Linked DNA regions of Canis lupus: region 2 is linked to region 1. Evidence: chromatin contacts called from public Hi-C data. All regions are on one chromosome and are shown on one strand. Each heading gives the region's core, a stretch centred on a gene start, on an enhancer-like site or on the middle of the called end of the contact. The rest is flanking DNA. Distances are from core to core; before and after follow the strand shown.

Evidence for each region. A called contact is a pair of places that touch in the nucleus more often than the background predicts.
Region 2: a contact with region 1 is called in a Hi-C map of blood, with 1.7 times the contacts expected there. The contact joins the enhancer-like site here to the promoter of SP100 in region 1. A contact is called at or near these places in 2 of 9 Hi-C or Micro-C datasets (both in blood).

Annotation. Positions count from the first base shown.
Region 1 is chr25:42,719,193-42,725,738 of UU_Cfam_GSD_1.0, forward strand. SP100 (nuclear autoantigen Sp-100) reads left to right here and starts at 2,965. Exons shown (of 29, transcript XM_038574098.1): 1 at 2,965-3,122; 2 at 5,237-5,356. The coding sequence starts at 3,091.
Region 2 is chr25:42,751,706-42,757,886 of UU_Cfam_GSD_1.0, forward strand. SP100 (nuclear autoantigen Sp-100) reads left to right here. Exons shown (of 29, transcript XM_038574098.1): 3 at 4,447-4,609; 4 at 5,984-6,152. Among named protein-coding and RNA genes, the nearest start is that of SP100, 33 kb to the left of the region's middle. Within about 2 kb of position 3,251, at least 2 of the 20 cell types and tissues checked have an H3K27ac peak or open chromatin away from gene starts, as enhancers often do. A contact at or near this core is called in blood, where this site is marked.

The DNA of each region.
Region 1 (6,546 bases), core at 1,715-4,214:
TTTCTCTAGAGGCCTGGTGGTTCTCAGTGTCACTCCCCACAACCCCCACCCCTTAACCATTTCCTCCTCAGATGCTCTTCCAAGCTCTCTGAGGATTCACTCCCTTCCCTAGAGAAATCTTCCCACCTGCACCCCCAGCAATCCCCGTGGCTTGGTCCAGATTTTGCTGCTGCGGGGAGTCCAAGGTTTGGCCACCACCTGCCTAGTCCCTGAGGTTCTGCTTCGTGGGAGAAGAGGCTCCGCCCCCAGGTAGCCCCTCAACACTGAAATATTGCCACCAAATGACCACCGGATCCACAGGGGCTAACTATCATGACCATGCAATTGCAAGGGGGGGTTGGCTCCCAGCCTCTTTCCCCATCTGGGGCACAGGCAGACGAGAACTCGTGGAAAGAACATGTACCCATGTGCTGGGCCCAAGTCAGGGAGTTACTGGGCCCCTCTGAAGGGCATCCCTCTCCCTCACCTGAGTACCAAACCAGCAGACAGATAGGTATAAAAGTGAAACAGAAGTGGTTCAAAATACCAGGTCTTTTCCTGAAAAACAGACATTGGGCATCATAGCTTAGTGTGTAGCAAAAAAAAAAAAGGGGGGGGGATCCCTAAACCAAAACCAAACCCCTAAATTGGGCTTATCTACACAGCCTCAGGGTGCTCCAATCAATCACACACAACCCCAGCCTCCCACAGCTCCCCAAGCTCCTGTCCCTGTGCACCTGACCTTGGAAAAGCCTACAGAGCCCTGGCCTCTCCAGGTGTGATGAACCCAGGGAGACCCAGACAAGGGGCAGACCCAGACCTTCCACTAAAGAGTCTCCCCAGAAAGGAGGGAAGGGCAGGTGGTCCAGGTGAGCCCCACTGATGGATGTCCCCTCCTGGGACACTGGAGCAGGGCCTGAGTATTCCCACTTAGGTGCCAGGCACCAGCTTTCCCTGTTTCTCTTTCTTTCTTTCTTCTTTCTTTTTAAAAAGATTTATTTTAAATAATACCTTTAAATCTTTTCTTTTAAAAAGATATTTATTCATGAGAGACACACAGAGAGGCAGAGACATAGGCAGAGGGAGAAGCAGGCTCCCTGCAGCCCTGCAGGACCCTGAGCTAAAGGCAGATGCTCAACCCCTGAGCCACCCAAGCATCCCTCCCCTTCCATTTCTACATCCACAGAGGTGCCAAGGCTCTTGATCCCCCTGCCCCAGTGGCCACTGTTGCTGCTCAGCTGCTGCTTCTTCTTGCCCTTGAGTTCCCAGGGACAAACCTCTGGTCCCCACAGGGGTCTCCCAGATTGAAAACAGCCCCACTATGGAAGTCTGATCAGAAGCAGCTCCTGGGGACACTCACAGAGCCCGTCCCCTTGGTGGGTCCTTTGCCTGGTGGTCCCTCCTCAGCGTGGCCTCTCCCACCTCCAGGCCTCCAGGTCCAGCACTTGGGCTCCTTCCAGGACAGAGACAGTGGACCCTGGTGTTACTACTATTCCTTGAAGCTGCAAGAACTGCCCCAGGTGCTTCCTTGTTTCCTGCAAATCAGGCCAGTGGAATTTTCAGGAGTTCCATCTACTTCTCAGGCTGGTTCTTTCTCTTTGCTAAGCCGGTGGGCCTGGCATTTTCTGGATCACAGAAACTTCACTTTCTTCAAGAGACCTCCAGATTCCTCAGGAACCACAGCAGCTTCTGCAGAGGTGGGGCTCGCCCAGCTTCCTCTGGCCCCATAGGAATGGCTCCAACCCTCCTTCAGGCCAGGAGCAGCCAAAGGTGGCACGGCCAACCCCACGAGGGCCACCCGCGGGTGCCCCCACCCCGCCAGCTGCCTATCTCAGCAACCCTATGCAGACCCACTGAAGAGCTGGCACGTTTATGACAACATCTGGCACGGTGGTGGCCTGGCTCAGGCTGCTGCCCAGGGACAGAGAAGGAGAGAGGCAGGGGACACTAGAAAAGGCTGGTGTCATCTGTGTCGGGCCTTGTCTGGGCCACATATCCCATGGAGGCCCAACAGTGGCTCAGCTTACTAGTCCTTCTAGTCATGAGAGGGAGGGAGAGAGGGGCAGAGAGACCCGCGCCCCATGGGTAAGGATGTCCTTATCAGCATCCTGGAATCCTCGCCAGGCTGATGTTGGCGCCTTTGTGGGGAAAGACAGGATATCTAAGGAAAGAGGGTGGAAACCTCCTTCCCCTGCAGTTTCAAGTGTAATTGAGTCAAGCTTTGTGGAATGAGCACTCGGAATCCCAGTGAGAAATCCATGGACAGACAGGACTCGGAGGCAGAGGTCACCCTCCCCACTGGGCTCACCTGCCCATTTGCTTCCCGGTCTTCTCAGTTCCAGCCTCCTCCATCCAAGGGAGGAAGCCTGCCCTGCTCAGCATTCCCAGGACTCCTTTTCGGGTGTCTCATCATCCCTGGGGTCAGGGTACCTTAAACTCATGTGCTGGAGATGTTAACCAACGTCACCCCCTTGGCTGTGGCCTTGCAGACTTCTCTCTTAACCTGCAGTGGAGTTCTAGGAACAGTAAGAACATTTCCCCAGGTATATGATGCTGAGCGTTTGGGCTCCCTGCAGCCCCGTGTTCCCATGCTGGGACCTTACCCAGTGCAGGCTCTCCCACAGGAAGGGAGAAGACAAGAATCTTCCGACTCTCCCTCCTTTCGCCCCCCAGCCATGTCAGCCAGGGGAAGGGACAAACACTAAGCTCCCCACTGCCCACCCCATTACACTCAGAAGCCCTTTTAGACAGAAAGGCAGGAGCACTTGAGGACACACAGATGTTTCTGTGTCCAACAAGTGGACCCCAGGGACTGGCCCCGGCCTCTCCAGGCCCTGAGGAGTCCCTCCTCGCCCTCTATGCCTGCTGGCACAAGTCTTGGGGCCTGAGAACCATGGAGGAGCTGCAGGAAGGAAACCCTATCTGCCCAGCAAAAGAGAGATACTTTCACTTCTCTTTTCCCAACCTGGGCGGAGCTCTGTGTGCCTGAGTCAATTCACAAACTTCCTGCTCTGGGCTTAGCAGCCACCGTGAACCAGGCCGCCCCAAAGCAGGGTCCGAAGGCCATACTTGAGGCCCAGGCGGGGGCCCAGGGGGGCCCAGAGTGGAAACATGGCCGATGGGGAAAGAGACCTCAGTTCCAGGTCAGTCTTGATCTCTTTCCCTCTCATCCCTCCCTCTTTCTGGCTGGGGGCTGCTTCACTGTCTTTCTAAAGAGTCCAAAGTTGAGACCCTAAAACAAAATCTGGACTTTAGACCCGGTCTACAAGAATGCTGGCTTGCGGTATAATAAAGTGCTGGAAGAGGTCATGAGGGAATCAGGGGCTGGGGTCAGCTCACGACCACGCCACACGCAGGACTTTCTGGTTTTGCAACGCTGCTCAGCTGGAGGCCCTCTCCTCTCTGAGGCTTGCCAGAGGGATTTGTTGTCTCCTCCTCATGACCTCTGAACTTTCTACTTTCCCTCAGGCCTCCTCTACCTTCGTGAGTCACTTCAGAAAAGGTCACATTGAGAAAATAGGCCGTGCAGAGTAAACACACTTGACTTCTGCTCAAACGCTGGGTGCTGTGGTCTCAACACCTGTCCTGTGAACGGGCCTCCATCATCGGCTCGGGCCCTGCTTCTATCTCTGGCTGGGGGTCTGGGTTTTTCCTCATCATCTTGACCAAAGGAAGTAAAGAAAAGAGAAAGGCTCCTGACCACCAAAGTATGTAGCGCAGGCTCAGGATTTTTATCTTTACTACGATTTTTTGTTGTTCTGGAAGGGGGTGGAAAGCCTATCTAGTTCTCTAGTGATGGGTCAGAGATAATATTACTATTTTGATCAATTTATTGTTTAATAGAAAAGAAATACATTATATATTCTTGCTCAGCAAATTGTATTTTTTTTTCTCAGCAAATTTTAAACAAAATGGAAATTATATAGAGGGAAAAACATCCTGTTTACCACCTACCCCGCCACCACTTCTAACCTGGGTCCTATTAAGTGTTTCCGGCATAAACTTTCAGATCTTTTTCTGTGCATTTATAGGTGTAGCTTATTTCCCTAAATAAGCACTTTGTGCCTTGGCTTTTTTTTTTTTTTTAATAAATGGGATTATATTGTATATGCTATTTTACATTTTTCATTTTATCTTATTTTAATAGTGAAAATTCTAGAGATCACCTTAATATATGTCTACTTCATTCTTTTTAAGAGCCACATGCTTTTCCATAGAATAGATACACCACAATTTTTAAGTCATCCTGCAGTGTCCATTGACGGACATTTAGGTCATCTTCAGTTGTTCACTTTGTCAAGAAACTATGATATGAATCATCGATTTCCTTATATTTGTGTACATTTACAAGTATTTGTCTCATGTCAGCAACCAAAAAAAGTAGAATCGGGGAGGCAAAGGTTACTAATATTTACTTGTTTATGCATCCTGCTCGATTGCTTTTCTAAGTAGCTGAATCAGTATGTTCAGATGGATAAGCCATCTCCCCACACCCAAACTTTCCAAAGATGGTAGTTAAAGAGTTGCATCTTGTTTTAGTGTGCATTTTCCGGATCCCATGGGATGTTGGACAATGTTTCTGGTTTCTTGGCCATTTGCTTCTTCAATCAATTCCTGGTTCATTTCCTGCCAGTGTTTTCAGTTGACACAATCGTCGCTTCTTTAATAAGAAGGGAGAACTTGCTAAATATTCTGAAAGTTAAAAATATACTCTCCTTGTCTTAGAACTATGTTCATGGTAACTTGATCTTATTAGAGCTTAAAGTTTAGAGTGTGGGCTTTTTATAGTATTGATGCACCCTCTGTTGTTCTAATTAATCGAAGCGATGCAGAAAAGCTACTGATGGATATTCCACGCATGGTCCTTCACCGCAGCTCTCGGGTTCTTAAGATGGCAGATTCAAGTCTACCTTCACTGCACTGAAGTCCCTTCTCTTGCATCACAAAAGAAACATTTTCTTTTTCAATCGTGGGGCAAAATTATGCTTCCTTCACAGCTGGTGTCTGTGCCCTGCATACTCATCTCTTTCCATTGTTGACTTTCTGCTCGGAATGGTTGTCTCAAACGTTTCTTCCACATCAATCATTTAATTGTTAGTACTTTTCTGCATTTCTTGTTATTTTTATGTTTTTAAAAAGTTGATTATGTTTATTTGGTGGGGGGTGAATAAGGGATCTTAATTTGTTTCTACGGCCTTGCAGATTTACTGTAAACCACTTTCTCTTTCTTTCTTTCTTTTTTTATTATTTATGATAGTCACACAGAGAGAGAGAGAGAGAGGCAGAGACACAGGCAGAGGGAGAAGCAGGCTCCATGCACCGGGAGCCCGACGTGGGATTCGATCCCAGGTCTCCAGGATCGCGCCCTGGGCCAAAGGTAGGCGCCAAACCGCTGCGCCACCCAAGGATCCCTCTTTCTTTCTTTCTTTCTTTCTTTCTTTCTTTCTTTCTTTCTTTCTTTCTTTCTTTCTTTCTTTCCTTCCTTCCTTCCTTCCTTCCTTCCTTCCTTCCTTCCTTCCTTCTTTCTTTCTTTCTTTCTTTCTTTCTTTCTTTCTTTCTTTCTTTCTTTCTTTCTTTCTTTCTTTTCCTTCTTTCCCATCCCATCTTTAGGCTCTTGCTGTATTTATTGAGCTTTTTGTGTGATTGTGAGTGCTGTGGGGATGTTTCCTTCACCCTCTGGGTTACTCTCCCAGCTTAATTCTGTCTGCAGTTTGGATTCTGTGTTGCTTTACTGGCTTTTTTACCTGCCCGTGTGGTTTTACAGCCCGTTTCACTCCTGATGGACTCCCAACCTCCACCTTACACAAGCTTAATCTGGGTGAATGTTTTCTTTCCCCCAAATACCCAGTCTTATTGAGACTGAATTGCTTCCCATCTGATCTACAGTTTGAAGGCTCTAATTTTTTTCTTATCTATTTTTTCTGAGGAAGCTTTAATTCATTAAACAATCCTTTCCCCCTTGATGCCCTAGCCCAGCGGTCCTACACGCAGGGCCTGTTTCACGCGCTCTCTCCTCCGCCACTGGCCTGTGCGAGCCTCTCTTAATGCCCCAAACACCACGATGTCACAGTGACCATGGCTTCAGATGAGCTCTTGATATCTGTTGAAGTAAATCTTGTCTTCTTTCCTCCCCAAGTGGCTTGGCCCTTTGCATCTCCAAATCAGCTTGTCAACATCTTGCCAGGAGTGTTTTAGGATTGCATTGAATGTATAGATCAATTTGAAGAGAATTGATATCTTCATAACACTGTGTCTTCTATCTCATTACTATGGAATATTATTAATTAAAAAATATTTTCTAGTAAAATTTATATTTCCCTCCCTAGAGGTCTTATACTTCTGCTAGATTTACTCATAGGTACTTGGATTTCTTTATGCTATCAAATCTACATAATTTAAATTTGATTTTCTAGCTCCTCGTTACTAAGATAAAGAATAAATGGAAACTTTGCCAAACTCTTTTGAATTCTAATGACTTCTACGGAGATATATATGTACAAATGTGGATTTACATAATGTATACACAATGACAATTTTGTTTCTTCTGATCTAATCCTTCTACTTATT
Region 2 (6,181 bases), core at 2,001-4,500, 33 kb after region 1:
CTCAGTATTAGATATCTATTTATTAGATAAATAAATAAACTAGAACCATACTAGATGACTTAGTTTTAAAACTTTTTATATACATAAAGGAAATAGAAAAAATTGTAGGAAAAATACTCAAGGTGGATGTTTGTAAAGTAAAATTTCTTAGTCTTACATATCTGAATTTGTCTTGATTAGACCTGAGTATTGAAGAGATGGCTTTACAGTCACTGTTACTAATGAGATGTCTCTCTCAACTTATTCTTGTCATCATTCCTCCATAGTTGACAAGTTTCTTTATTCTTTTGGGGAGCTTTTAAATTTTTCTCTTCATTTTTTAGGTGTTGTCATTTCATAATGAGGTGCTTTGGTTTATGTCTTTTTATTTTTTATTTTTTAACTTTTTTAAAGATTTCATTTATTTATTCATGAGAGAGAGAGAGAGGCAGAGACACAGGCAGAGGGAGAAGCAGGCTCCATGCAGGGAGCCTGACGCAGGACTGGATCCAGGGTCTCCAGGATCACGACCTGGGCTGAAGGCGGTGCTAAACCACTGAGCCACTGGGGCTGCCTGGTTTATGTCTTTTTAAATTCATTTTTCTAACTACTCTTTAAAATAATTCATGTCCTTTTACTCTGTGGCATCTTTTTAAAGTAATTATCTTGATATGTTCCTCCTCTGCAATTTCCTTGCACAGCTTTCTTGACTCCAATTATGTGGCTATTAGACCACCTAAACTTATCTTAATGCTCTTATATTTCCTTCAGATTTACTTTTATTTCCTTTTAATCTTTTAATTTTCTGGGAAACTTCTTCAACTTTATTTTAAAATCATTTTAGTAAATTTCTAAAAATCAATTTAAAAATTAGCTAAGATTGCAGTCACTTTCTCTTTCTTTATATCCTGTGGTGCAGTGTGTATTCTCAAATCTCTCTAAAAATATTGGAGGTTTTGAAAGTTTCTCATTTCCTACAATATCTATGTTTCTCTTGGGATAACTTTTTCTCTTTTTGTATGTTATTCTTTCTGATATTTGAGAATTTTCTCAAAACTATTCTGACCTGTGGTTAACTGTTCCTACTTAGAAGAAGGCTCTGGAAATCAATTGATATGATTCACTAAATTAAAGAATAAAGAAGGAAAATCATATAAATATCTCAGCAGATTCACTTGATAATATTGAACATCTGTCCATGAGAAAACTCTCAGCAAACTAGGAATAGACAGCAACTTCCTCAGTCTCATTAAAAATACACACACACACACACACACACACACACGCACACACAATGTATACAGCAAACATCATATTTAATGGTGGATACTAATCTTTTTCTAAGATTGGAAACAAGACAAGGAAGTCAACTCTCATCACTTTTCTTCGACATTGTGTCTAAAGTCCTAACCAGTACAATAAGAAAGAAAAATAATTGTTGGGAAAAGAAAAGGAGTTTTGCTTACTGATTACATGATTATTTATTTTCTATAAAACCCAAAAGAAATCTACGAATACATAACTGGAATACATAACTGCTAAGAATTTAGCAGGGCTTATAAATACATGGTTAATATTTTTGAAATCCAGTTTTATTCCCATACAATTATAGCAAGCAATTTAAAAAGCAATACCATTTAAAGCAATACCAACTTAAAAAGCAACACCATTTCTAATTGGGAATAAGTTTAAGGAAAAGTATGCATAACTTCTTTTCTTTAATTCAATTTAGTTAATATATAGTGTTTTATTAGTTTCAGAGGTAGAATTCAGTTATTCATCAGTTGTATATAACACCCAGTGCTCTTTATATCACATACTCTCGTTAAGGCCCACCACCCAGTTACCCATTCCCCCCAACCCACCTCCCCTCAAGCAACCCCCAGTTTGTTTCCTGTACTTAAGAGTGTCTTATGGTTTGTCTCCCTCTGTTTTTATTTTGTTTTTCTTTCCCTTCACCTTTGTTGATCTCTTTTGTTTCTTAAATTCCCCAGCCCAGATGTGTATGACTTCTTTACTGAAAACTATAAACACTTCTAGGCAGAATTAAGGAAAACTAAATAAATGGAGAGCTATAAAATGTTAACAGATTGGAGCTTAATATTGTTAAGATACAGTTGTCACCAAATTTGTCTGAAGTTTCAATGTAAACCGTATAAAAATCCAAAAGGCTTTTCTATAAAAGTTGACAAATTGATTTTAAGAGATATATGGAAAACCAAAGACCTAGAAAAGCCAAGCCAATTTTTCCCTAATTGACTTCAAGACTTTCAATAAGCTATAGTGTGCAAGCCAATATGCTATTGGCATGAGGATGGACAAATAGATCAGTGGTACAGAATAGAAAATCCAGCAATAGACCCATTCTTACATTGTAAGTTGCTTTTTGAATATTTTCATTAACTTGTGGTAGGCGAAGATTTCTTAGTACATTAACATTATTAACCACAGAAGAAAAGAATTGATGGATTTGGCTTCATCAGAATTAAAAATTTCTCCTCATCAGAACACATGGTTAAGCAAGCCAAAGGCTGGAAGAAAATGTTCATAATACATAAATCAAACAAAACACTTCTTTCCACAATATAAAACAAACTGCTACATATCAGTAAGTAGTAAAAGACAACCCAACAATGTATATAGGTCAAAGACTTGAACAGACACTTTACAAAAGAAAATGCATGAATTGCCAATAAGCATACGAAAGTATGCTCAACATCATTAGTCATTAAAGGAATACAAAATAAAATTATATGAGATACCACATCATACACATGAGAATTGCTAAAAATTAGAAAAACTACCTCTAATAAACTTTGAGCAACAGTATGGCAAATTCTAAAATGGCTAAGCACACTCACGCAATGATCCACTCCTAATTATTTACCCAAGAGAAATGAAAACATCATGCCATAAAAAGATGTGTACAAGAACAGCAGCTTTATTCATACGAGTCCCAAACTGGAATCAATCTAAATGTCCATCAACAGGAAAATGAATAAGCAAATTGTGGTAGGTCCTCACAATGGAATACCTTCAACTGCAAAAAGGAACAAACTACCATTCATCCAATAGCATGGATGATGAACAAATGTCAGGCACAAAGCATACATGATGTATTATTCCACATATAGAAAACCCAGTAAGGGACAAACTTCACACATGGCGATAGAAAGGTCAGCCTCGTTTGTTTGCCTTTGAGAGGCTGCCTGGCTCCAGGTGGTTAGTTTGTAGGTTGAGGGGTTAGAGGTGCACTGTTCTGTTGTAAGTTTTCAGTTTCAGTTTTATCTTCCTTGTGATCTCTGCTGCCTCTTCAGGGTTCTTCAGGGCATGCTTTGTTTCTCTTATCTCTGGAAGCATCCTCCACCTACAAGAGCAATTAGCACTCTATTGGCCACTTTTATCAGAAAGATTTTGATTGAAATCTCTTTTGTGCTCATTGCCCCACCATTCTTTTTGTCATTGTGAATCCAATTTCTTTATTATCATTTTAGCAGGGCTTTTAATAAAAGAGAAGACAAGTGCTTCTTTTCCATCTGCAATCTTTGAACTGAAACATCTCTTTTGCAGGAATTTGACACAATAATGTGACATTATTATTCCCTGAGGCATACGAAGTACTGGGAAGTGGCAATAATTCTCTTTTGGTTTGACAAAGAAAGCTTCTGAGTCTTCATAATACAAGATGTTGATTAAAACATTATTATCAGAGCAATAAAATGATCAACTAAAAATTGGAATTATAGATGGGTTTAAAATTACTTTCACAGGAAACATCAGTGATTTCTGAAATTCAGATGCCTGAAAAATTCACTATATATAACACTAGCACAGACTTATATTAACACAAAGCAGGACCAGATGTCCCAGGAGAAATGTTTGATATTCTTGTGATATTATCTATTTATGCTGTTTCATGTCATTGTTAACCACACCGTATCCTTTATAAATTAGTTTTATAATGCAGGATGGTATTTCTTTGAACAACTATAGGAGAAGAGCTGGGTTTTTTTATCTTGCTAATATTATTTTTCTCTTAGTTTTAATTATTTTCAAGGTTAGACTTTTATCCCATTGCTTTCCTTTTTTCCTAGTTTTATTGGAGTATAGTTTATTCCATTGCTTTTTATTCCTCTTTTCCTTCTATCTGGATTTTGTTTAAATTTAAATTTTTTTAATTACAAAATATTTCAGATATGTGAAGGTATCTTTACAATGGCTTTGATCCAGACAGACTTGAATAGACTTTTTCAGTTCCATGTTTAAGTCTTTTTTGACCTCCATGCTTTCTTTCTTCATCGTATTTTTGCTCATTGCTTCAGTTACATTTATTCTGTTTCTGCTCAGGACCACTTACTTAATATATGTTAGCTTTTCCCAGCTTATCCTTCATATATAAATCTTACAGCCACCACAAGCATCTTGGAATCTCAATGACAGTTTTCACATGGTATCCTTCCTTTCTAGGGCAACTATAGAAGACCAGAACATTGAGGAGAAACTTGTCTATGAGACTCTATTCAAACACTTCAAAAGATACAAGGTGGAGATTTCAAGTGCAATAAAAAAGCCATTTCCTTTCTTTGAGGGTCTCCGGGACCGTGAACTCATCACCAATAAAATGTATGAGGTAAGTGATGTTTATTATCTCATAGTCTGGTAAACTGGCCCCAAATGAAGTTATATTTTGATATCCTTGACCCAAACATCAAGCACAACTAACTACTGAGGAGTCTCCTATGAGTGGGAGACTTTTTCAAGTATTGTTGCAGCTGTTTCTGTAAGGTAAAAAGGGAAAGGAGACTTAGTTGTCCCCAGAGACAGCCCTGCTTCTCTGTGCCGCCCACTGGACTTGGGTTGAATAGCACAGCAAATGGGCTAAATCTGAAGCAGGAGTGCTCCATAGATGTATAATGCCTTGTAGGAATGCAAAGAATATAGTATGAACTGAGAATTAAAAGTAATTAATGGGTGATGGGCACTGAGGGGAGCACTTGGTGGGATGAACACTGGGTGTTATGCTATATGTTGGCAAATTGAACTCCATTAAAAAATAAATAAATAAATAAAGTAATTAATGAATTGATGTATAACTTAATTATAATTTAATAAAATAATAATTGACACATATCACTTCAGTGGACATCAGTTTGAGTCCTTAGACCTGAGAACATTAAAACCTACAGGGAATTGGGGATCCCTGGGTGGCGCAGCGGTTTAGCTCCTGCCTTTGGCCCAGGGCGTGATCCTGGAGACCCGGGATCGAATCCCACGTCAGGCTCCCGGTGCATGGAGCCTGCTTCTCCCTCTGCCTATGTCTCTGCCTCTCTCTCTCTCTCTCTCTCTCTCTCTCTCTATGACTCATAAATAAATAAAAATTTAAAAAAATAAAAAATAAAAAAAAATAAAACCTACAGGGAATTGATACCCTGTTAGGACAAAATTTGAGAATTGATGATTGTTATTCTTTCTCTAACAGTTTTAAGTTTTTAGGGTTCTTTTTTCTTTTTCTCTTTCTTTTTTTTTTTGTAATGGTATTTGTGGAGTCTTGGAATTTGGGATTGATTTTTATCTCCAGGCATTGCTGGAGATATACAGAGATGCAAGTCTCCTTTTTGCCCTATTAATATGCTTTCTCTATGGCCAAGTTCCCAAAAATGGAGAACTATCATCTGGTTTCCTTGAGTTCTTCCAGGCCAAGTCAGTCCCAGGAAAACAGTAAGGGTTGTCCATGCAACAGGACAGCTGCTCATCACCTCTTATTCTATTTCTAAAACATGAAGTTAATGAGGGTGAGATCTGTTTCACAAGTGAATATTTTTAAGGAGGAAGGAATCTACTTGCTTCACTTAATATCTATACAAATAAATAGAAATTCTTAAACTTTATATGAGAAGATACTGATGGAGGAAAATTGGAAGACATTATCCATACAATCTCTTTCTAGGGCTCTTCTGTAATCTGGAAGTCTGATTTACATTTTCTCCATTCAATATGTTTTAAGGACTGTCAAGAATCTTGTAGAAACCTGATCCCTGTACAAAAAGTGGTGTATAATGTTCTCAATGAACTGGAGAAGACATTTAACCTGCCACTTTTGGAAGCATTGTTCAGCGAGGTCAACGTGCAAGAATATCCCGATTTAAATGGCATTTATAGGAACTTCGAACATGGTAATTAGGTTTATTATCTACCTTTTGAT